Linked DNA regions of Mus musculus: region 2 is linked to region 1. A link is a contact called in public Hi-C data. All regions are on one chromosome and are shown on one strand. The core of a region is the stretch at or near the end of the contact, and the rest is flanking DNA. Distances in the headings are between cores, read along the strand shown.

Region 1 (4,238 bases), core at 6-2,505:
TATAGTCTTAGCACCCAGGAAGCTGAAGCAGGAGGAATGCCTTGAGTTTGAAACCAACCTGGGCTTCATAGTAAATCTGAGGTCAACCTGGGCTTCATAGTAAATCTAAGGTTAACCTGGAATACATAGTAAGACCTTGTCTCAAAAAACAAGAGGGCTAGAGAGATGACTTGGCTTTCACTATGTGAATCATATTTTTGTATATGTAGTTTATAAACATGTGTGTGCGTGCATGCATGCTCACGGGAGCCAAGGAGAATACAGGCTGTTCTGCTCTATCTTTTTCTGCCTTATTCTTTAGAGAGAGAGTATCTCACTGAACCTGGATCTAGGCTGAGGACCAGGAAACCCCAGTGATCCTCTCGTCTCTGACCCTCAAAGCACCTGGGTGGTCAGAAGGTACTGCTTTGTGCATGGGTATTGGGCCCTCGGGTCCTCGTGCCTGCAGAGCAAGCCCTGTGACTCACTAAGCCATCTCTTCAGCCCAATGAATTATATCTTAATAAGTCTGACTTTGCAACTGATGGTGATGACTCCCACCTCTCTCTCTCATCTCAGAGCTGGGGTGGCTAAGGCAGGAGAATTGCCATGAGTTCAAAGGCCAACCTGGATGACAAGGTACAACCTTGTCTCAAAAAACAAACAAACAAACAAACAAACAAACAAACAAAAAGGCAAAACAACATCAAAGACCCAAAATGAAATCACCTTGACATTTTACAACTAGAAGGAAGCCCAGAGCTAAGGAAGGATTACAGTTTGGGTGGGGGGTGGGGGACCCTTCAGCGCATGCGGGAAAGCCTGTGACCCTGAAGCTCAGTTGTCCTCTTTCCTTGGTGTGGCTCTGTTGTGCACCCCTGCTGCAGTAGTGTTCCTGAGCTGGGTCCTCCCTGCCCTTTTGTATCATCTGCCCTTGGAAAGACAGCCTTCATTCTGGAATCGCAATACTGGTTTAACCAGGACGGTCTGTTCTAGGACAAAGCAGGCTAGAGCTCTTTGAGTTTTGATATAGCATCCGATTTTACCAAAGGAGAGGAACAGCAAGTGGTAAGACTTGCTTGCAATCTGGTAAGATTGATGGGGAAACACACTGCGTGGGTTAATGGGCAACTAAGCCCTTCCCTGCTAGCACCCTAGCTTGTGAGAATTCTCTTCAGATTTCCATTTTAGCAAATTGTGTCATCCTCCCCCAAGAGGCTGGGACCCTGAACTCTCCAGGTCACCCATCAAATTTAGGGCAGTTACCTAACCGTGGCCTGTTTATTTCACCCTGGAGCACAGTCCCCTTGTTGAGTTGTCCTTTGCGGATCAAAGTGCATCTGCTAAAACTAATTGATTAGCAAATAACAAATCGTCTTATCTTCCCATGTATACCTAGAGCCCCGGTTTCAGTTTTCAACTTATTAATAATATGATGCGTGTGAGTCTGGCTTTCTAAGGGTTGATGACCGATAGGCAACATGGAGCGAACAGATGGTCAGCTACTGGGAATGAGGTGGAAACTCAGAGGTGAAGATGAACAGACAGGCATAAACATTGGCTTATCAAAGTCACCTTCGTATTACACTGATTGATCAGCAAACTGGATTCAGTTTGTCAGGCACTGGCAGAGCAATGCCAATCACACAAGGTCGAGGAATCAGGAGACTAAGGAAGGTCATGGAAGGGAGACAGGATAGCAGTCTAAAGGTGAACCACCTAGCTATCAGCTGTCTAAGGAAAAGCGTTCTAGGTGAAGGGAACAACCAGCCCAAAGGCTCGGGACATGGCAGGCCTGTTTGAGTCTCGAGGCAGAGTGCAAGCCAGTGAGCGCTACTGAGATAGAGCACGGCCAGAGATAGGGTCGAAGATGACAAGTGTAGAGGGCATTGGCAGGATCAAGTAGAGCTGCCGAAGCCATTAGAGCAAATGGTTCTCAATCTGTGGGTCTCGAACCTCCCAAAGGTCCAATCTTAGATATTTACACTATGATTCCCAACCGTTGCAAAAATCAGTTACAAAGTAGCAATGAAAATAATTTTATGGCTTGGGGGGGGGGGGCCACCGCTACATGAGGAGCTGTACTAAAGGGTGGCGGCGTAAGGAGGTTTAGACCCCACTGCTTTAGTGAAACTTTGCTCCAAGTGAAGGAGATGGAGGCCTTTAACCTGGTTTCCATTTAAAGGGGTTTTTATAGCTGCTGTTTGAGAGATGACTAGCCAGCCAGGGGGAAGCTGTAAGAGAGAATTTATGCAGTAATGTCTGCAGCTTGATGGGGTGAGGTGGGTAAGAAGTGGATGCCTGCTGGAGAAATTGTTCAGAGAAGAGACCTGACAGGAAAGAGACCTGGGAAGAAAGGCGCCTGCCTACAGGGAGCCTGAAAGAGGCTCTGGTCTCTGGAAGCTGAGGTGGAAGAGGGGAACTAGGATTGTCAATATGGAATGAGTGTTTTCCACTAGAGTCCCGATGGGGAGCAGAGGTGCTTGGATCTCTGCTTTTACTATATTTTAAAGGTATACTTAGGATTTCTATTCGATTATCTTTTATTTTGTTTTATTTGAGACAGACCCTCTTTCTGTAGCCCTGACTGGCCTGGGACTCATCATGTAGACTAATGTGGCCTGGAACTTGCAACAATCATCTATCTCTTGAGTCCCAAGGTTGCAGGCATGCTCCACCCCGTGCCACAAGACAGTTTAGGTACAGAAATAACCCTAGGAGACCATTTAAAAGTTTGATCGATGAGAATTTCACATCCCATCACCAGGACGTAAGGTCAGACCTGAGCCCTCCACCTCTGTGCCACAACCTTCATTTTAGGTGTATGGCCTTCCCAAGAGAGACAACGTCCTCCGTGTAACCACCCCACCAACCAGGGTCTGGATCCAGAAGCCTTGGGCACTGCTGACAGAGACTGGGTGCTCACAGGTCCCCCACTTGAACTCAGTGGAACTTCCATATTGACCTCTCCTGAGTCAAGTGTGCTAGCCACCGCCAGCAAAGATGCACCATGCTCCAGTTCCTCCCACAGGAACTGGGTCAGTCAGGAGAGACCCCATTCTGTTCCTGCCTGACCCTGGACCAGACGGGGGTGCCTACTGGTCAGCCTGATCCCAAGCCCACAGCTGACCAATATTTTCCACCCTGCAGCATCCACAATGAGGGTCCATTTGTCAAATCGTACCAAGGCTCTAGCCGCTTGTGCAAATAGACAGAAAGGAAAGCGGTCTGAAGCGTGAACTGTGGTAACTGTGTGTGGTACAGAGCCCAGGAAGGGACAGGTGATCCAGAACTGTCTATAGAAAGTTCCCACAGTGACAAAGAAAATCTGTTGCCAGCTCTTGTGTTAGGATAATATTTACATTTTTCAAACCGCTGCCAAACTCAAAGTAAGACTATTTCAGGACACACAGAAAATATGTGGCATTCAAGTTTAAGTGCCCACAAAGAATTTTTTGTTGAATCAGGTCACACTCTTCATTTATGAGCTGCATATGGTTTTCTTGCCCCAAGAAAGTAGGTAAGAAGTTTCAATGGGAGTCAGAGATGCACCCTGTAGAAGACATGCTGAGAGTGGGTGAGGTTCCATTCATGTTCAGCACCAGATAGATAGGTAGGTAGATAGGTAGGTAGGTAGGTAGGTAGATAGATAGATAGATAGATAGATAGATAGATAGATAGATAGATAGATAGATAGATAGACAGACAGACAGACAGACAGACAGACAGATAGATAGATAGATAGATAACAACATAGATAATATAGATAACATATCCAGACCTTCTACACTTTGACAATAGAGTTCTTTCTTTAGAGAGCAGTTCCCCCAGGCTTCCCTCGTCTGCCCTTTGTGCTTCTGTCTTTGTTCTACTCAACCTTCCTACCTGGTTCTTTCCCCTCCACAAACATCCTCTAGTGTGGACCCATTCTAGGATGACCGGGTCCTGCACATTTTCTAATTCTAAGAACTCTCTCCATCTTTAAAACAACTTGGGTACTAGAAACCAAATTTGGGTCCTCCGTAAGAGCAGCCAGGGCCCTTCACTCCCAAGTCACTTCTCCAACCTGTCTTCTAATCCATAACTTCTCACCCTTCCAAACAGACCTTCAGACTCTCGCCACCCTAGGGGATCTAGTGAAGGGTCTCCTGTTAAAATATACTCGTCCAGGGAGGGACATGATTCTTTTAGCAGACAGAGAAGAGGTTGTCCAAGAGGGCAGGCAGTGTAGTAATCAAATTCTGGGCGTGGCTCTCCTG
Region 2 (4,422 bases), core at 1,870-4,369, 74 kb after region 1:
AAGAATGAATACCAGACAAAAGTAAGTTTGTCCATATAGTAAAAAGCCTAAAAATACTGGAGAACTAAATTTTAATTAGAATTGAGATTATAAGCCCTGATGTGGGGGCAGAATTGATATGTTACTGAATATTTGTTAATAGTACACATCTAGTAGATATTACAAAGTTTCTAAAAATTTCTACAGGTCAAGCAAAGTCTTTCTTTTGATAAACATTCTATACTCCAAAAAGGAAATCCTTTTAAACAAAGGTCATTTAAATATAAAGCATAGAAAAACTCAAGGCCCCAATGTGGTCGGCTGCTTTTAAGGAAGAAATTGTTACCCCAACTTTTGAAAACAGTCACAGCATCACCCCATGTGGGTACTGCCTCAGCAGGATCACACTGCCTCCCTGCTCCCCACTCAAGGACCTGGCTTTCGGGGAGGGGCGTCTATCCTCAGGACCCCACAGGACCAGCTCAGGGGGTCCATTAAGACTGCAGGCACCCGGGCTTGCTTCCTTTGCTGTCTCTCCCATCCCCCTCCCAAGGCCTTGACCCTAGAGGTGCCTTTCAAAAAGGGTCCCGAAGAGTAATCGCTACTTCTCCTGCGAAAGACGGCCACTGCTAATAGAATCACGGATATTATTTCTGGGTAACTTTCTAGAAAGGTGTCTCATGGATGTCTTAACAATATTCTGCAGTGCTCTGCTTCCAGACTTCTAACATGTTACACTCGTGCCTGACCTGCAGAATCCCTAGCTGCGTCCATCCTACTAAACTACATGTGCCAAGTAAGCAAGCCTCATACAGCTCAGAAGTCAATATTAGCTTAGTTGCAGTAATTTTTGAGTTTAATACATATAGATTTATCTCATCCCCTCATTTCCCTGTTATTTCCTTAGATTTAATTTCCTGGTCAGTTGCTGTATCAAAAGGGAGTGTATACTTCTAATTTTGATCCACATTGCTCATGTATCCTCCAGAAAAATAAAGGTCGGTTATAATCTCAAGTGTAACGTGTGTTTTCACAGTCCAGACAAAAATGGACATCATTCAATAAATTATTAATTCGTTGAGTTGTGGTTAAATTATTAATGAGACATATTACCTCTTCAAATATTTAACAGCCATTCATATTTTTCCACTAACTGTCTGCTCACCTCTCTCTACCTTGTATTCCTCTAATTCATGCACAGTCTATCCACTTACGATTCTAACCCTTTGCTAACATAGCAAGCAGTTGTTCTAGCTATTTCTTTCAATTTTATGTTTTAAACAGGCTTTGAACTTCAAATGATCAAATCTCAAACTTGTTCATTAAGTTATGTGTTCTGACTTGCATATTACTTTTAAATATCTTACACCTACATTCTTGGACCAAAACAACAGTTGGGTGAGTAAAATCACCTGCTGCCGAGCCTACTGACCTGACCTGAGAGCCACGTGCTAGAAGGAAAGGAACGACTCCCATCAATTGTTCTCTGACCTCCCTACAAGCACTGTGGCACATGAGTCCATGAACTCACATGCACACACAAGTAAACGAATGTAAAAAATTAATATAAACATTTAATTTCATATTTTTACAGAAAAAATATGGTTTAAGTATGTTATAAAGAATATCGGGGGCTGGAGAGATGGCTCAACAGTAAGAGCACTGACTGCTCTTCCAGAGGTCCTGAGTTCAATTCCCAGCAACCACATGGTGGCTCACAACCACCTGTAATAGGATTTGATCCCCTCTTCTAGTGTATCTGAAGACAGCTATAATTGTACTCATATGCATAAAAATAAATAAATAAACAAATCTTTATTAAAAAAAAACCCAAAGTCCAAACTAGGACATGATAGTGCATGCCTTTAATCCCAGCACTCAGAGGCAGAGGCAAGAGATCAAGGCCACTCTGTTCTACAGAGTGAGTTCTGGGAAAGCCAGGGCTGTTTCAAAGCAACAAAACCCCCAAACCAACCAAAAACCATTAACAAATCAAAAACAACAACCAACAAAAAATATAAACAAAACAAAAACAACAAAACATCAACCAACAAAAAACATAAACAACAAAAAACAAAAAACCAACCAAAAAAACCACAAACAAAAGACTATGCAAGCTCAGCTAAATTCCATGCAAATAAGAGCTGACAAGAGCTCCCAACGGTGACCAACTTCTCACGGTGTAAGAACTCAACACAGAACTGAAGACACTTGCCTGCAGGTCTCTCTCAGCCGGACTCTCATTTCCTTCATCGCCTACTCTGTCAGCATCAGAATGACAATCTTCCTCCGCTTCTGCCTGAGAAGAACAAACCAGAACAGGGTCCAAAACTGGTAAACACTAGTTTCCCTCTGTGATCGTCTCAGTCAATTGTTAACTAATACCACACCTCTGAGTTTGTGGAACCCACTTTGAATATCAAGGCTGCACAAAGTTCAAGTTCGGAGGCTGAGATGTTTCACGTCAATGAAATACAATTCCTTCTCTCTGGGTATCCACTTTGGTTAAGTTTAAATGATACCAATACAAAGAGAATTTGTGCTTTAACTTTTATAATACTGTAGAATCAATTCTGCACCTCTAGGTGACCCAGGCTTGGTTCCCAGCACCCACACGGTGGCATACAATCATGTTATCTCAGTCAGGCATGGTATTCCATGCCTTTAATTTCCACACTCAGGAGAGAGGCAGGCTGCATCTGAGTTCAAGGCCAGCTTGGTCTACATAGTGAGTTCCAAGTGAAGGAATGCAGTGAAACCTTGTCTTAAGGAAAGGAAGGAAGGAAGGAAAAGAAAAAGTCAGCCCTTCTCTTTTTCCCTATTAAGGAATTGAGTCTAGAGCTTTGTACATGTAAACAAGAAGTCTAACAGAGCCACTGAGATATATGCCGACCAAACTCACCTCCTCTATTTTATCTCTATTATAAACCCAATCTTTTACACTGGCGTGGTTTAACGTGGAATAAAGGTGGGCTGAACAGTGAGTGGCTTTGGGCTTAATAAACGTTTCCGTTTACTATCACCATCGAATCCTTTTAGTCTCAGTACATTAAGTGACTAAAATGAATCCTCAGGAAAATAAAGTATTGCCTGGTTCAGTCTGTTAGCTAATAACTTATCAGCACGGGCAGCTTGCTCAACACTCAGTGTGGTCACTCCTACACAGAAATGGCAATGAGGAAATGACCCTGGCAGTTAGCTAGGACTAATAACAAATGGATTTTATTGCCTCTGGTCTCTACACACATATGCAGAAAGGTACATGTGTAGTTTCATACACACATGTACCTGCACACACAGGAAACACATATCCATACCACTGTCACCCCTCCCCACAAAAAAAAAAAAAAAAGAAAGAAAAGCCCCAAAGGCAATTATTCTATCTAGTTCCAAAGACAGTAACTTTTCTATTAGCAAATTTTGGCTGTAAGTTATTTCCAGGAGAGGAAAGGTTTTGCCACCACAGATCTCCGAGTACAGCAACCAAACACTCTTGTACCACATAAGTGTAACATAAACAAACTCTGCTCATACCTTATCTCTGGCAACCAGACCCAAAGCAGGGAGCCCGTAAAACTTGACTAGCTGGGACAGAGTAAGATCCTTGCTGCTCTGTAAAGTTACTCCAGGGAAGACATAAGTCAGAGAAGCATTTGTTCTAAGCCAGGAGTCTGGGTTTGGACAAAGGGCTTAGACTGCTCTTCCCCAAAGGATCCCCGTGTAAACAGAGGTCCTCAGGTTGGCGTTCCTGGATGTTGGGAGAACCCGTAGGATCTGGCCTGATGGGTGGAGAACAGTTCCTGCCATGATGTGCTGTTGTGTGGGAGGTGCAAAGCAAGGGGGCCACCTGGATCCCGGAGTTGATCCTCCAGATCATGAGCCAAAGCGAACTCTGTATGCATGATCTCAGGCATTTTGTTGTAATGAGAAACTGATCTACTAGGAAATATGAGAGGGAGACTGTGAAATGCATGGATCCCACTGAGATGTATACATCTAAGAGTCTGAGTTATCACTGCAAATCCTAAATAGAGCTAATAAGAGAGGACCCGAGTCCCACGGAGTACAGCCCTCTTGCTGTTGTCGGGCAGTCGGACTAAGCTAGCCTGATCTGAAGAGCTTCCCGGCTCTAATGGGTTAGTGCTACTCAGTGTGCTGCTTGCTCTTCTGGGCCTGGATTGCCTTCTTCCTTGCTTAGCTGCATCTACTTCAACATTCAGTCAGCAGCATTTTCCAACTGTTTTCTGTCACCTTACAAATACATTCTTATTGAAATCACTTGTCTCCCTCAGTAGAAAGAGTGTATCGAAGGCAGAGAGCACATCTTTGTCACAGCTGGTACGTTTAGGACCAAAAGCACCACATGATTTTGGGTAAAAAAAAAAAAAAAAAAACCAGCATCATTAGTTTTTGTTAGTTGAAACAGGGTCTCATTGTGTATAG

The links. A called contact is a pair of places that touch in the nucleus more often than the background predicts.
Region 2: a Hi-C map of liver shows a contact between it and region 1, with 2.8 times the contacts expected there. The contact joins two enhancer-like sites. A contact is called at or near these places in 6 of 39 promoter capture datasets (the 3T3-L1 cell line, the C10 cell line, HPC-7-derived erythroid cells and 3 more), 2 of 15 datasets of contacts at CTCF or cohesin (the G1E-ER4 cell line and embryonic stem cells), 5 of 484 Hi-C or Micro-C datasets (the G1E-ER4 cell line, embryonic stem cells and liver), 3 of 115 datasets of contacts at active chromatin or transcription factors (embryonic stem cells and trophoblast stem cells) and 2 of 9 other capture datasets (adipose tissue and pancreatic islet).

The regions. Positions count from the first base shown.
Region 1 is chr9:78,029,771-78,034,008 of GRCm38.p6, forward strand. No RefSeq gene overlaps it. Among named protein-coding and RNA genes, the nearest start is that of Gm23609, 18 kb to the left of the region's middle. Within about 2 kb of position 1,256, at least 3 of the 459 cell types and tissues checked have an H3K27ac peak or open chromatin away from gene starts, as enhancers often do. A contact at or near this core is called in liver, where this site is marked.
Region 2 is chr9:78,102,077-78,106,498 of GRCm38.p6, forward strand. It overlaps Fbxo9 (f-box protein 9), which reads right to left. Exons shown (of 13, transcript NM_023605.2): 2 at 2,195-2,278. Among named protein-coding and RNA genes, the nearest start is that of Fbxo9, 4.4 kb to the right of the region's middle. Within about 2 kb of position 3,120, at least 35 of the 459 cell types and tissues checked have an H3K27ac peak or open chromatin away from gene starts, as enhancers often do. A contact at or near this core is called in liver, where this site is marked.